Linked DNA regions of Oryzias latipes: region 2 is linked to region 1. Evidence: chromatin contacts called from public Hi-C data. All regions are on one chromosome and are shown on one strand. Each heading gives the region's core, a stretch centred on a gene start, on an enhancer-like site or on the middle of the called end of the contact. The rest is flanking DNA. Distances are from core to core; before and after follow the strand shown. Region 1 holds the start of LOC101158114 (erlin-2). Region 2 holds the start of LOC101158614 (nucleolysin TIA-1).

The links. A called contact is a pair of places that touch in the nucleus more often than the background predicts.
Region 2: a contact with region 1 is called in a Hi-C map of embryo, with 2.5 times the contacts expected there. The contact joins the promoter of LOC101158614 here to the promoter of LOC101158114 in region 1. A contact is called at or near these places in 4 of 5 Hi-C or Micro-C datasets (embryo, fibroblasts and gastrula embryo).

Annotation. Positions count from the first base shown.
Region 1 is chr9:25,071,230-25,073,928 of ASM223467v1, reverse strand. LOC101158114 (erlin-2) reads left to right here and starts at 1,307. Exons shown (of 12, transcript XM_020706197.2): 1 at 1,307-1,481; 2 at 2,461-2,568. The coding sequence starts at 1,315.
Region 2 is chr9:25,251,153-25,253,851 of ASM223467v1, reverse strand. It overlaps LOC101158614 (nucleolysin TIA-1), which reads left to right and starts at 1,367. Exons shown (of 12, transcript XM_011479548.3): 1 at 1,367-1,594; 2 at 2,322-2,418; 3 at 2,599-2,697. The coding sequence starts at 1,569. trnag-ccc (a tRNA gene) reads left to right here and starts at 979; the gene lies at 979-1,049.

The DNA.
Region 1 (2,699 bases), core at 58-2,557:
CCCTTTGCTGGCTCATTTTGTCCAGATCAAGCTGATGGGTCAGGAAATTCTTCACAGGCTGATAAAACCAGGATATGATTACTCGGATTTAGTGTGGAGAAATGCATGGTTAACAATGACACAGCAAGTTCTAGAAGCCACAAGAGTGTGCAGTTTCTGGTTTTTTTTCCACTTTTTTCTTCTTCTTTTCCTTTTGAAAAGCCGAAAGGATGATGCTTGATACCAGCCACAGTGAATCAGCTTCCTCCATCTAACCTTGTGTTCTGCACAATCTCCTCTAACACCAGCTACCTTCATTCACTGCATCCATAAATCTCCTCTTTGGTCTTCCTCTGGACCTCTGGTCTGGTAGCTCTAGACTCCGCATCTTTCTACTAGTGTTTATTCACTTTGGTTGGTGAAAGAAAATACTGAACATACTGAAATTCTTTTTCAAAGTCATTACACCACCTAGTGGGGGAAGAGAACATGATCTTTTCTCTTTTGAGTCTCATTTAGAGATGGTAAATCTGCTGATCACTCTGGATGAGCCGAGTGAAATCATGTTATGAAGTAAAGTTGTGTAAATCAACGGCAAGAAATCCTTTAGAGGTCCATATAATGAAAACACACAAAAAAGATAAGCAAAACCCATAGAATGCCATGCTAGTTAAATCACAAAGCAAAAGCTCTTAGGTCCTCAGAAAAGCCATTCCAAAGGTGAGGGACATGATAGTGAAATGTGACCTAACACTGGATGTTAACTCTCACAGAAGAAATTGTTCATAAAATATCACAAAAACTCTAAGTGGTCTGAGAGCAAAGACCTTTTAAAACGTATATAAGACTTGGAAAACTCAGTCTTGAAGATCACATGTGCGAAGACCTCAAAAGAGAATCAGGTGTGTTTAAGAGGCAAAAACACATAAAACCTGCAGAAGGTGGTGTTCCTTGAAGATGGACAGGAATTTCATGTGATAGATCTCACATCTCAGACGTGGAAAGCTTTGTTAATACTTGCTTTGTCCGTGGTCAGTCTGGTAACAGATTAACTCCTGAGCATCTGGTGACTCATTCTCATTCACCCCTTGTTGCTGCACTTGTTTCAGATAGGAAGTCTATACAATGGCAAAGAAAAGCAAATTAAACAGCTCAGAGGAATGCTTTGAATAACAAATTCAGAGACAGGATTTTCATTAAAAAAGAAAAAAACACATAATATAAATAATCATAATTTCCTATGGTTTAGGAAAATCTTTTCAGCAGTTTTGGGGATATTGTAGGTTATGACGTTTTCTTTTCTTTTCAATGTGTACATTATTTTAGATAATTCATATGAAACCTGTGTCTCACGGATCTGGCCTTGAAGATAAAAATCCCAGTGTCCACCAGGGGGCGCGCTTGCAGTGCTGTAGACAAGGAACACTACATGGGATCAAAGCAGAAGAAGAAGCTGTAGGTCGTTTGTTTCCTGTTTTGTTTTTTCTGAATACAATTTTCAGGTAAGCTCAGAGATATTGAGACATACACGTGTGATTTTGTGGTTACACGCTCTTTGCTTTGCTCTTTAACATCAAAGTAATGTAATTCGAAGCTGAGTACACGTGCAAAGGTATGGACAAATTGGATTGTATTAAGAGAAAACACACGCCAAGTTCAGTTGCCCAATCATTCCAAAATGAATGGGAGACGTGACATATTGAGATGTGTTTGAAAGACCAGACTCCTAAAATAAGCGGTTTATTTTGGGATATAAAGGGCACAGTGGGTCCCACTTTGCTAATTTCGTTAGCTGTGAAGTCCACAATGCTGAACGTTTCTTTAGTTCTAATTTGTGTTGTCATTACATAACATTTTTTACACAAAATTTTTTGTTTTATTTATGTATTTATTTTAGTTTGTTTGGGTCAAATTCGAATGATGCTTGGTAACATTTATATGTATGTATGTCCCTCACCTGATTGATCCTGTAATCAAGCTAAATGACCAATAAACACTTACAGAAATGTATATTTGAGGCCTCCGGCAGGAGTGTGAAGAAATTGACGGGCTGATCACTCTGATTGTGGGCGGGGCTTTAGTGGAGCCATAAGGTTCAGCAGATTGTGTTTGCAAATCCGTCCCCCCCAAAGCTGTGGCAGCTCATCTGACTCTCAGAGCAATGTGACTGAACAACAAGCCGTCCTCCAGTATTTGTGTTTGTGTTGAACGTGCGATGGATTGATGTGAGCGCCATCACTATCGGCGGAGAAGTTGTTTTTCTGAACTCCAGCCTCGATCTTCTGTATGTGACAGGGTCAGAGCTGCTGCTGATGCCTGGCTAAGCCTGAGCTGAGAGGAGATAAACGAGTGAGTCCACTGTTATTGTCCAGAGCGCTGACGGGTTCCAGTGACAGTTTCATAGTCACATATTGCAAGAAGAGCGTCTTGATCCTCCAGCTTCTTCCTCTCACCTGCTCCTGTTCCCTGTCTCCTTGTCAGGATGGCACAGTGGGGGGTCGTTTTCTCCGTAATTGCTGCTCTTGGAGGAGCGGCGCTCTTAGCATCTGTCCACAAGATTGAAGAAGGACACACTGGCGTGTACTACAGGTGAGCCTGCATGATGTTGTTTAACAGATAATAAAATAAGCAGCTGTAAATGTATCAATCTGTCATCCTACTAAGAAAATAAGCAAATTCAAGCTTTATCACAATTTCCAAATTTAAATCTAATTATATTT
Region 2 (2,699 bases), core at 118-2,617, 180 kb before region 1:
TCATTGTTTTGGCTGTTAGTGCAGCATCTTTTGTGTACTTTTAGAAGGCCTCTTAAATGTGAAAATAAGCAGACTTTTATTTCTTCAAACATATTTTTAGAACCGTATTGGTTAAGGGACATTTATTCTATTTTTTTTTCTTGTACTGAACAATTTTTTGTTGTGGAAAACTCAGACAATGTTGACTGTTCCCTATATATATTTTATGTTACCAAAATAAAAGCACTGTAAATTTGCTTGGGTAAAAGCAACTTATACGAGATACAGTTATACTAAACATTGTGATAATTAAATAAACAGAATTTTTTCAATTTTATTACAATGAAAGATGTATTAATATTTAGGTAGAGTTTTTTCTAAGTCATACTTTTTAAAAAAAGAAAATGTGTACAATGTGGTAATCTCCCTATATTATTGCTTTATTTCTGTAAAGTTAGGGCATCAGTGATGAAACCCTCAAGTGGTTGCAGAACTTGCAGAGACAACCACTGAAGTCCCAAGATGTGGTGTCAAAAGGGCTGGCAAGAAAGTATTTTCAGTAGTTCAAGAGATTTAATTAAAACAATGTTTTGATGTTTATATTGCTGTAAAAGCAGAAACAATGATGTTATCAAAAGACTGAAATGAATAAGTCAGTGTTAAGGGGAAAATGAAGGTGAAAGCAAACACGCCTTTAGATTTCTCCTTAATTGTACCTCAATTTTTTGTTTTAAATTAAATTCTAACCTGATATTTATTACAACAAGAATACTTTGCTTCTAGAAAATCCCACAAACCTCGTTTACACCCAAGTTGTTTGATATATTCTACATGGGGAAGCATATACTTAGAATATGTATGAAAAAGTCAGCAATTATTCCTGTGAGTTCACGAGTAGAAAAGTAATTTTTTGTTTCCAATATTTCCCATCAAAGACTTTTCTTCCACCTCATTTTTGCCTAGGTATATCTTTATCAGTACGTCCGGTAATCACACGTAGCGCCGCTGGTGTAGTGGTATCATGCAAGATTCCCATTCTTGCGACCCGGGTTCGATTCCCGGGCGGCGCACTGCCGTTTTGTTTATTTTGGCTTGCTTTTCGTTTAGTTGGTTTAGTTAGTTCGTTTCGCAAACTGTAGAAAAACGTAAAAAAAAAAAAGAAAAAAAAATGGTGCAATAACTCCATAACTGTGTTGCAGTACATTCTCTTAAAATTTCCAGTTTTTCTGATTTAAATTAAACGATTAGTTAAATATTTATCGGTCTACACAAAAAAGATGTGGTTTGTTGAAGTCTACCAATTCTTATGGTCATTTTTCTGGTGTGAGAGAATGTTCTTGATGTTGGCAGCATTTTAGCGCGCAGCGAGGTTGACGCTTCTGACGCCATTCCTCCGCCATCTTCAACTTCCTATTGTTTGCTTCAGACTGAGGCTCTCTGTGGTGTGTGTGGAACCAAAATCGCCCACAGACTAATCATTAAATTGTACATATTTATTTTTTATGTTTAGGTTAACTTACGTTTAACATAAATTATTCGTATGTTATTGGACTAAAAGCCTCTCCGGACGCGACCACTACACCTTGACGATGGAAGACGATCAACCTAGAACCTTGTGAGTGAAGCGGCTGTGTCTATGTCCAGGAATGTAATGGCTTCGTCTATTCACCGTGCTTCTCAGACGTTTCCACATTATTTAAATTAAAACTCTGCCACACAATGAGTAATAATGTCTTTAAAAAACAGTCGGTAGTTTTTCTGTTAGTCCAGGTAATTGTGATTACATTGAACAAATATTCTTGTCCTACTAACAAAAACTTAGATTTGAAAATGCGGAACTGTAACTCGCATGGAAATATATTTAGCTAGCTAGTCCCCGGTTATCATTAGCTGAATATGTAAACCATTGCACATATTTTCTTCATCTTTTTGTAATAACAATTATGCTCGCTATAGCAATTAAATGTGGTATTCGTTATTTACATTGTGACGAATGGGTCTTGTTTCACAAAGCACGGCTTTGCTGCTAAAGCGAGCTCGAGTCGAGGCCCTTCAAACCGGTTAGCGACGTTTTTTAGCTAGCTTTAAAAGTGAGCCACGTCAACGGACTCGATCTACACGGGACACCCCCGCTGAGAAGGGGGGCGCACATAACTTGCTTGTGTACAGTCTTGTCTTGTGCACCCTATTCTGTAATGTATGGGCCTCCTTCGCCATATTATTCCCCCCAATTATATTACCCGTATTTGATAGTTAGTGTGGTTGTTGCTAGCCCGGCATAGAACCCTTTGTTTGTATGCCACTTCCTGTTTGAAGTCGCTTATTTCTCTCGTTCCTCGTAGATACGTGGGGAATCTGTCCAGGGATGTCACAGAGCCTCTCATTCTGCAGGTCTTTACACAGATAGGACCCTGCAAGAGCTGTAAAATGATTGTTGATGTAAGTGTTGGTTTTTCAACTGCAAATGTCCTGATCTGGAGACACACAGGAACATTTATGTGAACATTACCTGAAATATTCTTGTCATTTTAATCTGACACACCGGGCATTAGTGCTTAGGTCTTCTCATCGGTAGGGATTGAAGTGTTGACCTGAGATGTGTTGGTTTCCTGTTAACAGACGGCAGGAAATGATCCATACTGTTTTGTGGAGTTCTATGACCACAGGCATGCTGCTGCTTCACTGGCAGCCATGAATGGAAGGAAAATAATGGGTAAGGT